Regions from separate parts of the Mus musculus genome. Here region 1 is linked to region 2. The links are chromatin contacts, called in public Hi-C maps. All regions are on one chromosome and are shown on one strand. Each heading gives the region's core, a stretch centred on a gene start, on an enhancer-like site or on the middle of the called end of the contact. The rest is flanking DNA. Distances are from core to core; before and after follow the strand shown. Region 1 has its middle 20 kb from the start of Gm52718. Region 2 holds the start of Tmeff1 (transmembrane protein with EGF-like and two follistatin-like domains 1).

What was found. A called contact is a pair of places that touch in the nucleus more often than the background predicts.
Region 1: a Hi-C map of myocytes shows a contact between it and region 2, with 2.1 times the contacts expected there. The contact joins the enhancer-like site here to the promoter of Tmeff1 in region 2. A contact is called at or near these places in 1 of 39 promoter capture datasets (hippocampal neurons) and 4 of 484 Hi-C or Micro-C datasets (cerebral cortex, growing oocytes, myocytes and 1 more).

Annotation. Positions count from the first base shown.
Region 1 is chr4:48,753,238-48,756,554 of GRCm38.p6, reverse strand. No RefSeq gene overlaps it. Among named protein-coding and RNA genes, the nearest start is that of Gm52718, 20 kb to the left of the region's middle. Within about 2 kb of position 1,589, at least 55 of the 459 cell types and tissues checked have an H3K27ac peak or open chromatin away from gene starts, as enhancers often do. A contact at or near this core is called in cerebral cortex, hippocampal neurons and myocytes, where this site is marked.
Region 2 is chr4:48,583,848-48,587,102 of GRCm38.p6, reverse strand. It overlaps Tmeff1 (transmembrane protein with EGF-like and two follistatin-like domains 1), which reads right to left and starts at 1,929. Exons shown (of 10, transcript NM_001356272.1): 1 at 1,462-1,929. The coding sequence starts at 1,633.

The sequences.
Region 1 (3,317 bases), core at 340-2,839, 170 kb before region 2:
CCCTAGACCCCATAGTGAAACCTGTATTAGACAGACTTTTCAGCACTGTGACAAATACCGTAAAGAAATAGCTTAAAGGCAGAAAATTTATTTACCTCACAGTTTTAGAAGTCCTAGTTCGTGATCATTCATGCCATTGTTTCTGGCCTATGTGGTATGTCTCAGTCAAGGTTCCATTGCTGTGAAGAGACACCATGACCTCATCAACTCTTATAAGAGAGAGCATTTAATTGGGTCTGGTTTACAGTTTCAGAGGTTTAGTGTCTTTTTGTCATGGTGGGAAGAATGGCAGCACACAGGCAGACATAGCGCTAGAAAGGTAGCTCAGAGGTCTACATCAGGATTTGCAGAGAGAGCAGCACCGGATACACACACACACACACACACACACACACACACACACCACTAGTAAAAGAACTTGCTATAGCCTTAATAAAAATCACTTTCAAACCCTGCATCCCTGTGACAGTATGTATGGGAAGAAGAATCATGGCACTTCTTTGACTTTTATTTCTCAAAGAAGGTCTGTTTTGCAAGGCCTGGAGGCGTGACCATTAGAAGGGAAGGTGGGGGAGACTATTTACCCTGCCTTCTAGAGATAAGCCTTGCTGCAGCATTTTAGGATTTTCTTCTGCATATCCACGCTCATTCCCTAGAAACTTAGGAAAGATAGTGTCAGAGGGCTCCTGATCTGATGCTATTTTTAAGCATTGAAATGCTCCAAAATTAAGCCCAATTAAGAGGTCTGTGAGAGCCAGTGAGGTACAAGGTAACACAGGCTGTCCTGCCCTTCATTTTCTCGTGCATGCTTCACCGATTATAGAATCATAACCATGGAAATCATGAAAATTAAGGAAGACAAATTGGCTACAGGCGTGCAGTCACAATTTCTAGACTACTCCATGCATAAAGCTGAGGTTAATCGGGAGAGTTATAAGAAAATAAATTTCCCCCCTTAACAAAAAGAAATGATCACTATGAGTGTGTCATTAAAGGTGACACAGAGAACTTCTGGTCGCTCATTCATATTGTACTTGTGGTTAAAATCGTGTCTCTTCCCATGTGCTTTTGTGATTTTCTACTTGAACCACAGAATCCAAAGTCAGCTTCCCCTGTCCTTACATAAATGCATACACCCCTCAGGTGGTATTTTCTGGAGAAAATAATAATTGAATAAAAATAATACTTGAAGATCAGATTCTAATCTGAGTTGTAAATTATTAGCTTAGACTATTAAAGGATGCGGCTAACTCATAGGTGAGCTAAATGCAGTGGACTAAAATGAACGCATTTCATTTCTTCTTAGACATTTGATAAGATATTGGTCCTTAGGCATGCTCTGAGAAAGAATACTTTCTTTAAAATTGTGACTCAATCCCCTAATAACCGAAGCACACTATTTAATTCCGGGGGGGGGGGGCATAAAATCCACCCTTTATGCTCTTGCTAGTCACAATTCTGCACTTGCAACTATAAGTTACTAAAAATATTGAAGGAATTACAACAGCTGTTCAGAGCTGAAACCCTACGCCCAGAAACTGCTGTTGGGCTGGAAATCGCCCGTCATCGCTGAGTCAGGCATCTGTATGCGAGTCTGCCAGGGAGCAGTCATCGCTTTGTGCCAGATTTAGCAGGTGCTCTGTTCCTGTTCCAAAGGAGAGAGAGTCTCCCTAAAAATATCTATCTTCCTTGTTCACCCAGGCGCCGCATTATTCTGGGAATGAATGCGTTTTTAGTGACAATAGGAAACGTGTGTTTATCTTTGCACCATTTCATGTTCAAAAGGGAAAAGGAGATTTGTTTATGTTGGTGTGGGGTGGAAAATGTAAGTCAAGATCTGAGACACTGTACTCCACAGATCCTGGAGGGAAGAGGGGCCAGCAAAGCAGCTCAGACTCTCCCAGGAGTTATCCTAACACTCCTCAGAGCCCAGGGACCTGGGTCACCCGGCATTTCTTGGGAGTGTCTACTTATGTTCTAGACACTCCTTACCCCAGCATCAGACAGTAGAAATTTGTCACAAATTTACATTGAAAACTGGATCTTTAGCTGGAGGATAAGTATAATTAAGGAAGGTTGTTTTTTTTTTTTAATTAGATTCTGAAGTGCGGGATACCCATGTTGGTTTCTCATAATGTCGCTCTGGTTGACCGCCCTACAGGACCTGTGCTCTTCCCTTCCCTCCCCCCCCCCCCGTCTTCTCTGCTGCACCCTGATATCTCTCCACCCCTCCCTCTTTATCCTGTTGTCTTCCCTCCATCCTTCTCCCTTAGAAACCTCCTTTCCAGTTTCATGGGCCCCTTCCAATTTCCTAATATTTTTCCATAACTTCTCCACCTGGTTACACAATCTTACAATTACAGGCTAGAATCTGCAAACGAGAGAGCACATGAAATATTTGTCTTTCTCCACCTGGGTTACCACACTTAAAATAATGTTCTCCAGTTTCATCCGCTCACCAGCAAATTTCCTAATTTTGTTTTTCTCTGGGGCTGGATAAAATCCCATCACGCATCTGTACTGCGCTTCACTATCCATGCACCATTGATGGCATCTAGTCTGGTTTCCTGGTTGTTGTGAAAAGAGTTTCAATAACCATGGTTGAGCAGGTATTGTTTGCTGTGGCAGGCTGGAAAGTCCTTCGGGCACAGGCCCAGCAGTGATATCTGGGTTGGATGAGATTTCCATGCTTAGCTATGAAAGCCCTCTGTGCTGATTTCCACAGCAGCTGCCACACTAAGTAACATGCCCACGGGTTACAGGTCTCAGCTCTTTCTTACAGCCCGTGGATTCTTAGGTTTGGTCTCTTGCATGTACCCAGACTTCTTGAACTTTCTATGGTATTCATTGACTTTTTTTGTATGTGTGTATTTATGTGTACTATTGTCTCCGCTGATGATATTTTCTATTGTATTTTTCGTTGGGTCTTTCATTTCCAGAATTTCTGCTTAGCTATATAATTGTTTGGGTGTTTTATTTCCTTGCTGAATTTTGCCTTCATACTTTTACATCTTTAATCTTTCAGGTCTATATGTCTTTCATTGGTAAGTTTCTTTTGCTTGTCTTGGATCATATGAATCCTATAGTTGGTCTTTGAATCTTTTTTCAATTTATATTTATTTATTAGTTTCCTATGCACGTCTGTCTGCGTATTGCAGCAGGACATGCATGTGGGAGTCAGAGGACAACTTGAGCTAATTACTTATCTTTCCCTCATGGGAGTTCCAGGGTTTGAACCTACATCCTCAGGTTTACTGAGAATGCCTTAACCCACTGAGCCATTCCACCCACTGGTCTTGAACCTTTAAAAGCTAGTC
Region 2 (3,255 bases), core at 680-3,179:
AGTTTATGGGTGGAAAGGCTTTTAATGGGCATGCCATTTTTATTAGTTCTCAAAACCTCTCATAAAACATACCATATGAAAATTACTAAAAAAGGTGTCCCCCACCACAAAAAAAAAAAAAAAAAAAAAAAAAAAAAAGGCCAGCATAAAGCCTCTTTCGCCTAAATCACTGTCCTATAAACATAGCCCCTTCACGAACTCCCAGGCTGTCTGTCAGGCCCCCACTAGCTGACTCTATCGACTCTCAGGTGCACCCCTCCTCCCCGCTTCAACCCTAGTTAAAAGGACAAGTGCTGGTCTGAGAAGTGATAAAAGCCCAAGTGAGCAAGGGCTGGCTTATGACCACTAGGTCTGCTGGGCCAGCTGCAAGCAGACCTACCCTCCCCCAAGAGAACCCGGAAGCCTCTGCTCGCCCGAGGGCCTGAATCCCCTGGCTCCCCTGGGACTCTTTCCAAAAGGACGGGGGAACTTTACTGGCCGGCCCCCTCCTCCCCTGTGTCATCCATTAAAACCCCAGCACGCTCTTTGTTTCCAACAGCTGTGGGAGGGCAGGCGGCCTTGGAGAGAGGGGAGAGGTCACTTACTCCCTGGCTCCCCTGGCTGCCAATCTTCCAGGTCCTCCTGCAAAACACACACACCACCATTGCCTCTCTTTCTACACCACTTTAATTAACCCGGGGTTACTCTAGCTACACAGGGGCACTCTCTGAGACCTAATTACCTTTCATACCCAAATCCCACACAAGATGACTCCCTAGCTCCCTCCCTCTGTCAAACTGGGTTCACTACTGGGCTCTCATCTCTTCACCCTATATACGTACTCCAGCGTGGTTACCTGAGCCTCAGGCTTTGTCCAGACACAACCAACAAAACACTTCCTGGGCCCTCCTGGGACTCCCTGCTGCCCTGATGCACAGAACCGTGGACAGATTTGGTCCCCACTGCACCCCTGAACCCAAAGGACAAACATAACCACTCCTTCTTTTTACCGGCATTACCCCTCTTAAAACCCAGGAACTCTTAAGAACCTCCCCACCAACACATGGTCAGTTCTCAGGCCCTTATCCTCAGTCCGCCAGTTCCTCACCATCACACTCACACACAAACACACACACACGCACACACTCCCCTTGAAGCCTAGCCGTCCTCCCTCCCTTGGGGCTTCACAACACTTTACACGCGCTTCCACGAGCAAACCCAGGATCACTGCTCCGTCTCGCGGAACCTCACCAGCTCACCACGCCGCAGGGCCGCCCTAGTCCCGGCCACTCGACACCTACGGACCCACAAACGACCACTCCCCATCCCCAACCCAGGTCCCCAAAGCCCGCACCGCGAACTCTCGTCCTGCCCTCCGCCCGGCCCCCGGGACTCCTCAGCACCCTGGTCCACACCGGGTCCTCCCGCGGCCCAGAACGGCGGAAGGGAGGAGCCCCAGAGGCGGGCGCCGGCGGCTCCTACCTGAGCAGTTGCTCTTGCCTCTGCCTCCCGGACAGTCCCCGCCGCCGCCCGCGGGCTGGTTGGACGCGCGGCTCCCGGGCAGGCAGAAGGCGAAGAGCAGAAGCACCGACGTGTAGCCGCAGACGGCGAGCGGGGGCGCGGCCGGCAGCCGGAGCGGCGCCTGGGCGCCCATGCTGTCGCGGCCGCACGGCGGGGAGCTCAGGGAGCGGCAGGCCGGGCACACCGGCCCCGCGCCGCCTCCTAGCAGCCGTGCAGCCGCCCGGGGCAGCCCCGCAGCATCCCCGCCAGGCCCCGGCCCTCCGCGCTCGGGACAGCCTCGTTGGGAGACCCCGGCGCGGGCGAGGGGCGCGGGCGCGCGAGGGCAGGGAGCGCGCCGCGTGGGGAACACGGAGCTGGGGCGCGCGCGGGGGGCGCGGGGCGGGGACGGACGCAGCTTCTAGCTCGCAGGCTCGCCTTCCCTTTGTGTCCGCGCGGCTGTCGCCGCCGCGTCACAAAGACCCCGGCCCGCCCGGTGAGGGGCGCGTGACGGAGCCGCGGGCGGGGAGGGAGCGGCGACCCCGCCCCGCGCACACCCCCGGCGCCGAGCTCCGCCCCTCCCGGGGAGCCATTGTTCCTGAGGCGGGCGGGGGCGCGGGCCGGGGTCGCCGATCCCTCCGGCTGGCCGGACGGCGCCGAGGATACTGGAGAGAGCTTCGGGACGGTGTCTCAGAAGCCCTTTGTGAGCCTTTCCCACGCGCCTTCTAACCCTGCACGAGCTCGGGTGGTCTTTCGTGTGTTTTCCAGGTGGAGTTAAAGGCAAAAGGTGACTTGTCCAAGGTCAGTCACATCCCAAGAAATGGGCAGGATCGGGATTGGTACCTAGTGCTCACTCCCGCTGTGCACTTCTCCGGGGAAAAGGCTTAATCCCCAAGACTCGCCCCACCGGGTTCCTGGATAACTACATCTCTCGGCTGAATCTTTAAAGTGCGTTGCCCTTTCCGCGCATAATAGCAAAGATTTAGAGCGGATTTGCTATATCCAAGGCCTAGAGGAAGCTCTTAGCCTGTATCCTCTCCAGTTCTATTTCACAGCCCTACAAAGGAGTTCCCATACTGGTTTTCTGCCTTCCCCAAATCAGGAAGTTGGGACCAAGAGTCTTCCAGCTGTCTGGAGCCCAGTACAGTCCTCTGCAGCCCTCACCTTGCTAGATGATAACTTTACACAGGCAATAAGACCATAGGCCAAATTTTTGGAAATTTTCCGCTTTGTTCGAAGTCTGTTATTGTTGCCCACTTCAGAAGGAATTCTAGAATTTCATTGTAAAATTAAGAAAATTGCAAAAAGGACACTTGAAGAAAGCTACAATCTAAATACAAAACAAACACTGAACATAGAAGTAAAGACAAGGAGGCTTTGAGAAGTCCAGGCAAGGGAGAAAGCTTTGGAGACCAGCAAGAGATAGCCGGCAGCTGAGAGCCCAGGCTGCTTTTGCAGAGGCCCCAGCTTGGATTCCCACAGCATCACAACCATCTGTAAACACTGTACCAAGAACTCTCTTCTGGCCTCAAAGGGCAGTGTAGGCATGTGGTATAGATATGCATCAAACAAAACACCCATATACATTACAAATAAACTTATTTTCAAAAAAAATTTAAAGCCACTAGCAACAAAGGGAAAGATATTTAAACCAAAAAGTTACCCCTCTGGATGATTATTAAAAAGTTAGAAAGACTGACAAACTTAGCACTATTCATGCATACATTTTGGAGGGCGCGGCAACCTAAATATGAAGAAAAAAACTAAATTTGTTTTCCT